2 separate regions of the Gossypium arboreum genome follow, and region 1 is linked to region 2. The links are chromatin contacts, called in public Hi-C maps. All regions are on one chromosome and are shown on one strand. The core of a region is the stretch at or near the end of the contact, and the rest is flanking DNA. Distances in the headings are between cores, read along the strand shown. Region 1 holds the start of LOC108458259 (30S ribosomal protein S21, chloroplastic-like). Region 2 holds the start of LOC108459691 (F-box/kelch-repeat protein At3g27150-like).

Region 1 (6,776 bases), core at 424-2,923, 160 kb after region 2:
ATGGTGTTAGTTAAAATATGAAAGAATGTCACATTGTCTACGAACAAGCTGTAAACTTATTCATGAATCTATATATACACATATCTTACATCCCACATTGCTTAAGAAAACAAGGGAAATGAGACTTTGATTCTATATAAATATATGTTTTGCAAGTTTTATTTCCACATTAATTGGTGGTACACAAAAAAAAAAATGGTGAGGCCGCTTTGGGTCTTAATAAAGTCTTATTCTCGTAAATTTAAAAAAAATTAGTCTATTTTTGTAATATTTTTAAAAAAATGACCTTTTCTAAAATTTTCAGCAAAAGCGTGTCCATGTCAACATGATTTTACCTAACACAAGGAAAAAAGCGCTGACATGAAAGCCTTTTTTTGGGGGTCATCCCTTAAAAACGCATCCATGTCAATGTATTTTTTTATTTTCAATCCGTACCCGTAATTATTTTAGTAATGGCTTATTTCCGTAAATAATTTTAAAAATAGACCTTTATTCGTACATACCCCTAAAAAAAAAGCTAACCATAATTCTAACCTCAATAATATAATATAGAGATTAAATAATTATTTTGACCATGTGTAAAAACAATGATACTTATTTAATTAACAATGCCTTTAAAATACAATGAAAACAACATTTATAAAAATACAATAACACAATTTAAAAATATTAGTATAGTAATAAATATAAATAACTTAATTAATATTATAAAATATCAAAAGTGTCCTTAATATATTCTTGAAATATCAAAATATATCTATTTACTTCAGTAACTCTAAAAACAGTTGAATATATATATATAATAGATACATATACATTAAATAAAAATAAAAAAATTATAATAATAAAATTTATAATTTATAAGTAAATTGATTATTTTTTAGAAAATACATGAATTTCCTTATTAAGTTCTAATGCTTAAAATATCCCTAATCAACATAAAATATCTCTATTATTTTTTATATTATTTAAAATACCCTTATTAATTATTTATACTACTTAAAATACCTCTATTAATTCTTAAACACTCATTAAGAGTTAATTTTATAATATATATATATATATATATATAGGTTATTAGCTATTTTCATTGTTTCCAAATAATCATAGGTAATATCAACTTGGATATATATATATATATACGAAGATATTTGAATTTGACAATTTATATTAATTTAGTATTTAATTTTTTATTTAATTGATACTTAAACTTTGAAATCATAAGTTAACTTGACACTTTTTAAGTATTTGATTAATACAATTAAAATATGTGACGTGACATTGACATTCAATAACATAATAGCACATGACAATCTCACATTTCTACAAGTGAAAAAATAAAAATTATAATTTTTATAAATTTAAACATTTTATTTTATTTTATCATGTATCAAAATATAAGGCTTCGATGTGTGCTCGTGCTATTTGTCATCAATGTAGCGTCGACATATTTTAACAATTAGTAAAGTACCTAAAAGAAGCATCAAGTTAATTTACGGTTTCTAAATTTAAGTTCCAATTAGACAAAAAAAAATTTAAGTTCCCTCTCCCTAATTTTTTAGACTCGAAAAAGGCTAAAGGCCCAAAATCTTTTAGAACCCAATAAAATTTAAGACCCAAAGTTGGCCTAAACTTTTAAGAGTCAATCAAGGCCGAGTCAGCTTATCCTCAAATAGTACATAAAGGGATAGTGTCCATGTGAGAAAGGAGAGTCAGAAAACATCCACAAACTGAAAAACTCAAAGCCAGGCTGAGCCTATCAATCTACACCACAGGCCACAACAATGGCTACTTCACTCTCACTCTCAAACTTCTTCTCCTTCCTTTTACCTCCTAATCCTTCTCCACCCAAAGCCCCACCGGCTCTCAACAGTCTTTCACTCTCTTCCCAAAAACCCAAAAATGCTCCTCTCTCATGGTCAGCTCCAGAGGATCAATCTTCTTCTTTATCCACTGAATTGTCATCAGTTATATGCCCTTCTCTTGCAAATGCCAATACCCTTTTCTTCAAATCGGCTTACAATATCCAGGTTATTGTGGATGACAATGAACCTGAAGAAAGACTGCTTAACAGGTTCAGAAGAGAGGTCATGAAAGCTGGTGTTATTCAAGAGTGTAAGAGGAGGAGGTTCTTTGAGAATAAGCAAGATGAGAAGAAGCGTAAGTCACGCGAGGCTGCTAAGCGTAATCGTAGAAGGTAAAATTTTGGCCTTTCCTTTGTTTTTGTAAACTGTGTGAAGATAATGAAGAAAAAGAAAGGAACTTTGGATGCTATGCAATGTATGTCATATGCTTAGGCTCTTTTGTTTGACTTTTTTTTTTCGAGTAATTTAGCATTGGAATTTTTGGGTTTTAATTGGGGTGGAAAGAAAGATAAGGGCTGAAGAATTCATATGAGATTAGACAGTTTTGGTTCCCTGGTGGAGCTTGGAGGATATGAAGGGGAAAATTAGAAAATTATTGTTGGGTATTTGTTTCTTAGCGATGAAAATTGAAGCCTATGCAGTTTCCTTGTGATTGATTTACCAATGCAATGTGTCAAGGCCTAGCTGGTTTTGTTTTCCTTTGCGCATAGTGTTCAGTTGAGCTGTTATCCCCAGCATTTGATTTCTAAATATGGTTTGAGGAGACAACTTCAGTATATTGAACCAAGGCTTTCAAATTTGAGCTTGTAGAGTAGTGTTTAAGAAGGGTATATTCTATGCAGTTTCTGATCTTAGTTGAACATGTAACATATTTGGTGTAGTTTTATTTGTTTCTTCTACATTTACATCCTCCATGAACTAGTTAGGCCTTGCCTTTTTCTGTTTGAGTTCATGGTCAATTTCCAACCCTTTTATCTTAGCTCTCAATGAGCATATTCTGTTTTGTGGTTATATTATCTCTGGTTGATAATAATTAGTGATGATTATGTCTTCTCTGATGCATATGTGATCAGGCGTCCCCAAGCAAGATTTTCACAACCAAACAAGCAGGAAGTATCTACAAAGAAGGGGGATGAGGATGACGAAGATAACTGGGACATGCCAAATGAAGCCCTTCCCTATTGATCGCATTTTGCCATGCCTTTTATTTACTTATCTTCTTCGCCTTTGAGCTCTGGCAGTTTTGTCTGTCCATTGTAAGTTGAATTAGGATGAATTCTGCCACTTGAATTGCGCTATGCTTTTCTTTTTACATAAATGAAGTCAAGATTTTCATTCCTTAAATTGATCTGAAATCTTCCTCGCATTACCATGTTTTTGTTGGACCTATTGGAAGGTAACCCGTTTTGAACAGGTGGAAGTTTGTGTTTGTCTATGTTTTCTCTTTTCTTTTTTCCAATCCCGACTTTGAGTTGCAAAGGAGACAACTGTTCTTATTCTTGGTCATGGGAATGTCTTGTGTTCCCACGTAATGAGAGAAATATATCGGAGCTTGCTGGCTGGTGTCGTGTCAATTTAAGTTGGTTTGGAATTTGAGTGGGACAGAGTCTGAAATCATGTGATTTAAAGCCTTATTGTTGAATCTCTAGGAGTGTTTCGGAGCTAACGTAATCGAATTCTGTTACTAAGGTGCTTATGGAGATACTGTAATTGATGGTTTCTTGGATTGTTTTCAACAATATAGTATATGCTTTTGGATTTATCCTTGAGTGTTTGCTAAATAAGTTTGTGATTACATGTTACATGCAAGCCATTGAGGGACTCAGGTCCATTAGAGGTAATAAGCCAGTGCTCTTCAGAAATCTCAGATGAAACGCCAAGTTACAAAAATAGCAGTTTTAGAGGCTGAAAGATAAGTCTTGGAAAGATGGCATCAAACAGCAGAAAGAGAGAGTATTTTAAGTCCTGGATTCTTTGTTCAGTTTATCGGAAATCGATCGTTTTGCTGAATCTCTTCCTCTATTTACACGAACAAGCAATGCAAAACTTTTTGCAGAAACAAAGAATTAATCAAAATGGTCAAACTCTCAAAGTTCAACCAAAGGTACATGTACTGTTCCATTAGTGCCAGTAAGCAAAAGTGGCAAAACATTCTTTTCGACAACTTATAATGATTGGGCATCTAGGCAACCTTTTCAACATTTCCTTTGCTGTTTAGGTTATGAAATGTTACTTTCCTGGTACAAAAGTTGAGATATAAAGTAAGAGATGCTGCATCTTTCTAAGTTTAATAAATGAATCAACTGAGTCAGGATATAAAACCCGATTTTAGTGAATCATTTCATCCGCTTTGACTCTTTTAACTCCAAAACCCTTCATTATCACAAACAATCCAAATGTTTTGGTTCCTAAAATCAAAGACAACTTTAAAATTATTTGATCAGTTTAAAAAGTCTAGTTACTGATTGAGTCTTAATTTGATTGGCATCAACATTGTTGTCAGTATAAGAGGACGTAGGTTCGAGTGCGCTGAAGTACATTATCCTCCTATTTAAGGGTAGTTCTAGACATTTTATAAAAAAGGAGAAGATATAATAAGAACTTATAATGAAACTAATATTAAAAAATATATATAGTAGATTTGGTGGGTGATTCATAAGTTACACATAATTATATGGAGGAAAAACAAGTATGAAGTTCTCAACCAAATTGTATATTAATCCCTTGTAGGAAAACAGATCAAATAGAATATATATATATATATATGTTAGACTTTAGACTATGAACATGGGCCAACTATCTGTCTTGATTCATTTCTTTGAATATTATATTATTAACTATTCAAAAGAAATTTACATTGCGTTTAGCTTTCGCTAAAGTTTATTTAGGCCCCATGTGTTTTTATTATATTCCAAGAATATGCTACTTTATGCGTAAAAAAATTTACAAAATAATTTTTTGAAAAATAAAATAATTTATTTAAATGTATAAAATTTGTAAACACTTTTTTTTTGTGAATAAAAGAAGTGTTACAAAAAAACTAGAAAGAAAACTAAAGGAAAAGCTACATATAACTGTAATCTTCCCTCTTTATCAAAAGCCAACTTAGTAATTTGATCAGCTTCCATATTATTTTCTCTAAGAACATAACCAATGACCCATTTAGCCTCCTTCCTTAAAAGTTGAAAAATGTGCCTTATTAAATCAAAATTTGTCCCCTTCAAAAAGGACTCCTTAATGCTCCCAATGACTTCCATGTTGTCACTCTATATCAGAATTTTGTCATGACATCTTTTTTGCGCCGAAGTCACACTATCAAGAATGCCTCACACTTAAGCTTCAAAAATAGAACAAATTCATATTCTGCGATTAAAACCAAAGACCCAATCTCTGTTCTGGTCTCTCAAAACTCTATTTGTAGAGGCGAAATCTGTGTTAATTTTAATAGCTTCATCAGTCTTAATGCGAATGCACTTGTCTGTTCCCACAAAGTCCTCACTCGATGCATGACTACCAGACCTCCCTCCCTTTTGAGTGCATTTAACAACCTCCTCTATATTCCACTGCATTTCTTGGAAAGTGACTATATTACAGTTCATCCAAATTCACCAAGCAAGAAGTCTAAAGAAGCACGACCAATTAACTTTCCCCCAATCGATATTAATATGATTCTCCAAATTAAACTCAAGCCATTCTTATAAATTACCTGAAAAGAAACTAGTTAGTTTATTAGAGGGAATGATTCGAAACCATACCTTTTTCACTATGTCGCAATCCCTAATAGCGTGAAGCACATCTTCATATCCATGACCACAAACTGAGCATCTTACATCATTACTCACACCACGCCTTGAGTAAGCAATCTTTGTTTGAAAACCAACCAAAGGAAAACCTGGACTCTTTGAGGCGCCTCAACCTTCCAAGGTAATTTCCAAGCTTCTTCTATAGAATTCCACAAACTTTCCTTAACCTTACGATAAGCGATTTTAATAGAAAAATAACCAGATGAAGTTCTCGTCCAGGCAATTTTATTTGAACCTGCTAAAGGATGCGGAGGCAGAATGCTAGAGATACGTCTAATTAAATCTTCCGGCAACCATACATGAAAGAGATCAAGATTTTAACATCCCATTTAGTAATCATCTTTTTAATACAACAGTCCATAGTAAAGCGAGTATTAGTTGAGATTAAATTCACCAAGGGCCCAATCTCTGTAATCCAACTATTTTCCCAACATCTAACTGTGTAACCATTTACCATAGACCAAAAAATGTTTTCTCTAAGCAGGGGCCATATCTTAGAAAGATCGTTCTATAGAAAAGAGTCATTTCTATGATGGAATACCTTTCTGAACAACATACTTTGCTAGCAAAACCCGTACCCATAAAGCTTCTAGATTTGTTAGAATGTAAAATCCCAACTTCAAAAAAAAAAGAGGTATTTTGATCTTTCAGCTGACAAATCTCAAGCCCACCGGAAGCCTTAGGTTGACAAACTAAGCTCCAATTAACAAGGGTCATTTTTTACTCCCTCCAGATGATCCCCATATAAATTGTCTAACAATGCTCTCAATCTCATCATAAACTTCTTGCAGGATCCTTAAAAGTTGCATAAAATAGATAGGAATAAAGAGCAGAAACAATTGAGCTAGCGTAACTCTACCAGCTAGAGATAATTACCTTGTTTCCATCTATGTAGCCTCGACTTGACTTTTTCCACTATGAATTTTAGAGAACTGATAGTAACCCTATCATGAAAGAGAAGAACACCCAAATACAAACCAAATTTATGAACTTTATGGAAACCAAGCGTATCACAAAGATGCCTCGCCAGATTATCACTCACTCTTTTGGAGAAGAAAATGTTTAATTTTTTAGCATTCACCCGATGTCCAGAATAGCCACAGAAGTT
Region 2 (6,526 bases), core at 2,019-4,518:
AATTATATTTTTATTTAATAAATTTAAATTACTTTTATATGTTAAATTAAAGAGTAAATTGATTTTGCTAAAATTTTATCTTTATATGTTAAAATAACAAGATAATAACAAATATTTCTCACTAACATGATCATATTTTAAAAAATTAAATTCCTAAAAATAAATATTTTATCCATCTTCATTTGTACATTATTTTTCAAATAATTATAAAGGGCTCATTTTTTTGAAAAAAATTAAATCCTCCGAACTTTTGCTCCCAATTGAGTTATTAAACAGATAAATTTGGTCAAATAAACACTTTGATTGACGTTGACAGTTAGTTTTTAATAACAACACTAACGTGGCCGTTAACAGATGTCACATATACATTGTTTGTTAATGTGGTAGTGCCACATCATGCTAAATGTTGATGTAGTAGTGCCACATATCATCGATTATCTAGATTCATTCTAGAATTATTAAAAAAATTCAGTAAATTTTATATAATGTCTAAAAATAATTTATTAAAATTATAAAACTTTATAAAATATTTTTATAAAATTTATAAAATCTTTTATAATTTTAAAATTTAGAGGACAAATGGATGTCTAGATTTATTGTGTACTTATTTTAAATATATTTTATTTTTTGCCATCGAGGATAACATTGCACTACCATATCAGTGATTGAAAATGATGTGATAGTGTTATGTCATCAAACAGTATTGATATGGCGTTTATTAACGACTATGTCCACGCTGCTATTAATCACTATTGAATAATGTAAATCAAAGGGTTTATTTAATCAATTTTGTTAGTTTAGAGATTCAATTAGGTGTAAAAGTTTGAAAAACTTTATTAATTTTTTAAAATTTGATGCCATTAAACCTTATAAAATAGCTATAAAAATATTTAAAAATATAAAAAATTATTAAAATTGTCTATAATGAACCTGAACAAATTCATTCAAATTGATTTTAGATTAATTCATTAAATAATTATAGACAATTTATGAGGATGCCATGGCACACCTAAAAAAATTCCCACAACTCAACAACTTAGTATAAGTATTTTGATATGAAGCTAATATGTGTGATGAATCAAGAAACAATTTTTATGAGTATCGGTACAACCGTGTCAACCTGTCATCTACCTATATCAACAAGTAGAATAAATGGCCATATGGTATTTTCTTATCTTTATAATTTAATATAATTGATAATTTAAATGTTGATGAAAGGATTTTTTTGATGGGGGAGAAAAAGTAAAACAAAAATGGAGAAATATTCAAGATTATTTCCAATGGATTAATGTTGGAGGAAATTTTCGTGTTTAGGGACGGATTTACTAATGTCTTTTCCGAAAATTTCTGTCGAAAAGACTGGGGTGCCATATGTGGAAAAGCTTATTAAACAGTAACGTGCGAGTACAAATTCAAGCCACCATGACTGAACAGTTGAGAAGAAAGAAGTTAAGGCGGTCTTCGCAGCCCTCAACGCGCCGCCATTTCAAGTCATCCGACTCCGGCCGCGGGCTGCAAGTGTAGATAGTCATGCCACTGTCATTGCCGCCACTTGAAACGGAAGACGAGAATCCGATCACCAGCAGCTCATTGCCAAGAGACTTGAATGCCACACCCCATCCTTCATGAAGATCAGCTCTAACTGGTACTTTTCCCAAATTCTTCCATGTCTTGCTGCTCTTCATGTACACCCTCACCTCATTGCATGATGTTTCAAGACAGTAAAGCTCATTGTTCACTACGGCAACAAGCGGTGGCGATTGCAGCGACATCGCAGCAGCGGCTGCAGCTGGTTGGTTATCAGTACTATCATCTTTCAACATATCTGGGATCCATTCCCATGTGTTATTGTCCTTATCATAAGCCTCCCCACAAGTGAGCTGATTGTTGTGCTCATCTCTCCCACCAATCACATAAAACTTGCTGTCCATGAAACAACCTGAGCAAAGCTTCCTCTTCTGATGCATCCTAGGCAGCAACTCCCACGATTTCGTCTCCGGGTTATATTGCTCGGCCGAATTCGAGACTCTAGTATCCATCCCAATCCCACCAGCCACAAAAGCAAAGGTGCCACAGGTTGCAGATGCAAACAAGCACCTAGGATCAATCATGGAAGGACCCTTGAACCATTTACCTGTTTCGAGTTCAAATCTCCACACGACAGAACCAAATGTTTCCCTGCCGGATACAATTAAATGGCTCCCAGCACAAACTGATTCCTTATCTCCATTTATAAAGCATATATCCAATGATGGTAACTCTGGGAGCTTCCTGCAAGACTTGAACAGCCTATCACATGCCCACCAACAGTTTTGGCCACTAGGTGACATGAATATGGATGATTCTTTGAACCCAATTTCCTTCCTGATTTTGTTCAACTCGCCACTCTTTAGAAGATCCGAGAAATGCTTGTTTAGCAAGTAAAGTTTCCAATGCTCCGACCTCGGAAATCGAGCCAAGATCAAGCTCTCTAGCTCATCACTGAGCTCAGGAACATATGAATAATCTACATCCTGAGATCTTAAATCTGAGGGGTCACTGCAGCTCTCCTCAGCCATGTTGTTCATCAGAAAACAGGTAGAGGATTACATGAAAACACCCTACAAAAGCATAGCATGTTGGACATAAAGCTTACAATTATTTCAGATCAAGCTGATATACTCATCTGACATATTCAGATTATATTAGCATCCTTTCATGAACTAATATATACATATATATAACAGAAAACAACCAAAAGGGTGTCTGGAAATTATGAAAACAAAACAAAGTACAACAGAAACAATACATTAGACGTAGAGAAATATAGAGAATGAAGAGAAGCTTACTTATCAGAGAGGGTAAGTCAATAAAATGAAAAACAAAGAAGTCTACAGTTTGTAGAGAGTAAATAGTAACAAAAGCTATAACATTTGAAGCAAAGAAAGAGATAGAAGAGATATATAGAGAAAGAGAACAGGGTATCAGAGTAATGAATTTACAATTGCAAGAAACCCCCCCATTTCCGGGAGATTTTTGGCATTTAATTTAGAATGGCTCATATGTTGGATTTACAGTAATGATGCATTTGGTTTTATTATTTATTGTTTCAATCGTCAAAGAGATGTTTTTAATTCAGAAAACAAATATTTGATGCTGCCCATGATTAACATCTCCTTTTCCTTGGTTGGCTCATTTCTAGAGATACTGAAAAAATGTAGTCTTTTGATATCAAAGAGTAACAAAAATTGAGAATGGCCAATACTCAATTCAAGTAATAGAACAATATCACTGTTAATATTGGGCCATCACATTTACATATTTTATATTCAGATTGTACCATATTAAGCTAAGGTTAGAGATTAATGAGAACCAATGGAAGAGAGTTGCCACACCCACAGCCTAGAAATGGCATTCCATTGGATGGACATCTCTTTTAGAGGGTTCGTTTTTTCACATTTTTTAATGTGGTAGCTGTCCACTGATTAGTGTTGGTGGATTTGCCACTGATTTAATAAATCCAAGAGTCATTGTCATAGTTGAATAGGTATAGCATTTGAGTAAGATAGATGTCTGCATTTAGGACAAAGGCCAAATCAGCTTTCGCCCATAGATAAGGAAAAAAAGCATGTTAATAAACCTTGAAATGTTAACACAAGAAATTAAAGCCCCCACTAGTTCAATCACAGTCGCCAACACCACAAGGTTCATGGAGGTGAAAGGAGTAACAATTATTGATTAAATTAACAAAAGGGAGTTACCTAAACCCACCACTTTTTAAGGATGCTTTCATAGATCTTCTCCACCATTAGTGGACAATTGGAAATTGGAATAATGCCACCGCACTCTTTCTCATTCTTTTCACGATCAACACTAATCCTTTCGTATTATATTACAGAAGAAGACATGTTACGGACAAGAACAAGGCTGCTAAAACCCGACAAAGCAACAACGACAACAGCCAAAAAAGGAGCTCGAAATGCAGCTAAAGATATGGTGGTGGATGGACCAGCCTTTTATTGGCTTATTTCATTTCATGCGCGGTAGAAAACTAGCTTTCTATTGTACGGCACTTGTAACTTAATACATAAGCTGAGGTGGTTTCCAAGATTAAAGAAAAAAAAGAGTCGTGGGTCAAGCTTTCCTTCTCTTTTACTTTTGGGATTTTAATTTCCTTTTATTTGTCAAATTTCTGCATTGGTTTTAAACAAGTGTCATGTCGAATATCAATGATGTTCTCATTATATTAGTTTTAATAACCAATATAATAATAATAATGGAGAACCTTTGGATTAACCATATGCACACCAATGGACTCTCTCCTTAATTGCTAGCTTAAGCTTTTGGTTTTCTCTTTCCATAATATTAATTTTGATAAATCGATATATATGATTAAATATAAGATTATTAAAATAATTATTAAAATAATAACTAAAAGATACATTAAATAAATTTAAATAATACGTACTTTTTTATATTTGTGCATCATGTTTTCTCATATGTTGAAACAGTTGAATACTTAATTATCTTATCTTTGTCAATGTTGCTAAAAATAAATCTTTTTATATTATATCTATCATTTAAATTTAAATGGTAATTTGTAATATTAGTTCTCAATCTTGGATCGGCTAAAAAGTTTTTGAGGCTAAACTCAAATTGGCTCTTTTTATATTTTTTTTTTCTTTTTGAATTGGTTTTGAATCACACTTTGGTTATTCACTTTTATTTTCTTTTTCTTCTTCCTCTACTTCACTAATAAATTTTCTTTTAAAATATTTTCTCATTTCTATTAAACATTTAGAACAAAAAAAATCTAAGCCTTAAATACAAAAGCTTTCATGAAGCCAACATACAACTAGTAATTTTCTTTCACAAAAATAAAAATCACTTTTAAGTGTTTTTTGGTATCATTTCAAACTCAAGATTCACAATAATCACACTAGCAACAACAATTTCTAAATAAGATTGTTGCATTTCTAATCAATATTAAAGAAATTTAAGATTATATAAATACAATCAATCCTAATTTCTTAAAGGATTTATATTAATTAACCTCTAAACACAATTACCCAATCAAAATATGAGTAATCTTGCATAAAGATCCTAAACTATCACAAGAAAAGTCATAATCCTAAATTTTTTGAAATTAATCAATAAAACTTGAAAAGAAAATTAAAGCTATTACCAAATTGGAGAGACCCACTTGGAAGTATTAAAATATTTATCACCTTTTTTGAAGGAATTCTAGAAAGTGTGTGAAAGAATAAGAGAATTTAAAAAAAGAAAAAGAAAAAAGATGAGTGCTAAAAAGGAGAATGAGGATTATATTATAGAACCAAACGAAGAATACAAGCATTAAGAGAGAAAGAAAGATAAATAAATGAAAGGATGATTCAACTTTCACTTAGTATACAATAAGCTTGTACATGCCCTCTATTTATAGGACTTCAAGTACTATAAGTTCCAAAGCATTAAGGACCAATATTAAGGTACCTTATAAATGATTTAAGGGTTATAAGATAATAAATTTAGGGGTTATGGATATTCATTCTTTAGGGGTTACAATAGGATAAATTTGAAGAGGTTATGTACATCCATTTATCAATGGATTTACAACACTCCTATTGGATGTCAATCAATGAAAATGTCTCGTAAAAAAAAACTTTATTAGGAAAAACCCTATGGGATAAAAACCTAATGAAAGAAAAGAGTATATAATCTATTATTACAAGTTGCTTCGTCAAAAACCTTTACTAGGAAAGCCTAATGGGACAAAACTTGGTTAAATGAAAAGAGTGCAACGTATTTTTTACTCCCCCTAATGGCAAATCACATTACATCTTTGAGTCGATGCATTCCAATCTTGTGTAGAGTCTTTTAAACTTTGAAGTTGACAATACCTTGGTAAAAAGATCTAAATCACTAGAACAAATTTTTTTAACTTTTATATCACCTTTCTTCTCAAGATCATGAGTGAAGAATAATTTTGGTGAAATATGTTTCATTCTATCACCTTTGATGTAACCATCCTTCAAATGAGCTATACATGTTTGTAAGCTAGATAATTCAACTCGAAATCACCAATAATAGGGTGAATTGACTTCTTAAAAATTTGTGGTTGCTAAGAAAATGATAGAGATAATAAACACTTCAATTTATAGTGGTTCAACCCTAATTGTCTACTCCACTACCTTAGCTTTCCACAACTAAGGATTTTCTCAAATTTACAAATTTGATAACCTTTGGGAACAATATTTAACCTTACAATATCCCTTAAGATTTCTACCCAAAATCTTAATATTGCTACTCCCTTAAGGTTTCTATCCAAACCTTAAGCCTCAACCCTCTCAAAGAGTAAATACAAATAGCAAACTGATGTGAGAATATTTATTTTATTATTATTTTAATGTTTACAATATGTTAGTATTATTGTAACACCCCTAACCTGTATCCATTGTCGGAATAGGGTTACGAGGCATTACTGATCAATTACAGCATACATCTTACATTTCTAATATGAAAATCCATTAACACATAAACATCCATC

Evidence for each region. Hi-C and Micro-C count contacts between places; a contact is called where the count stands out from the background.
Region 1: a Hi-C map of leaf shows a contact between it and region 2, with 2.8 times the contacts expected there. The contact joins the promoter of LOC108458259 here to the promoter of LOC108459691 in region 2. A contact is called at or near these places in 2 of 5 Hi-C or Micro-C datasets (both in leaf).

Annotation. Positions count from the first base shown.
Region 1 is chr4:24,414,693-24,421,468 of ASM2569848v2, forward strand. It overlaps LOC108458259 (30S ribosomal protein S21, chloroplastic-like), which reads left to right and starts at 1,674. Exons shown (of 2, transcript XM_017757584.2): 1 at 1,674-2,197; 2 at 2,939-3,209. The coding sequence starts at 1,785. The coding sequence ends at 3,050.
Region 2 is chr4:24,248,494-24,255,019 of ASM2569848v2, forward strand. It overlaps LOC108459691 (F-box/kelch-repeat protein At3g27150-like), which reads right to left and starts at 3,269. Exons shown (of 2, transcript XM_017759092.2): 1 at 2,829-3,269; 2 at 1,263-2,600. The coding sequence starts at 2,567. The coding sequence ends at 1,413.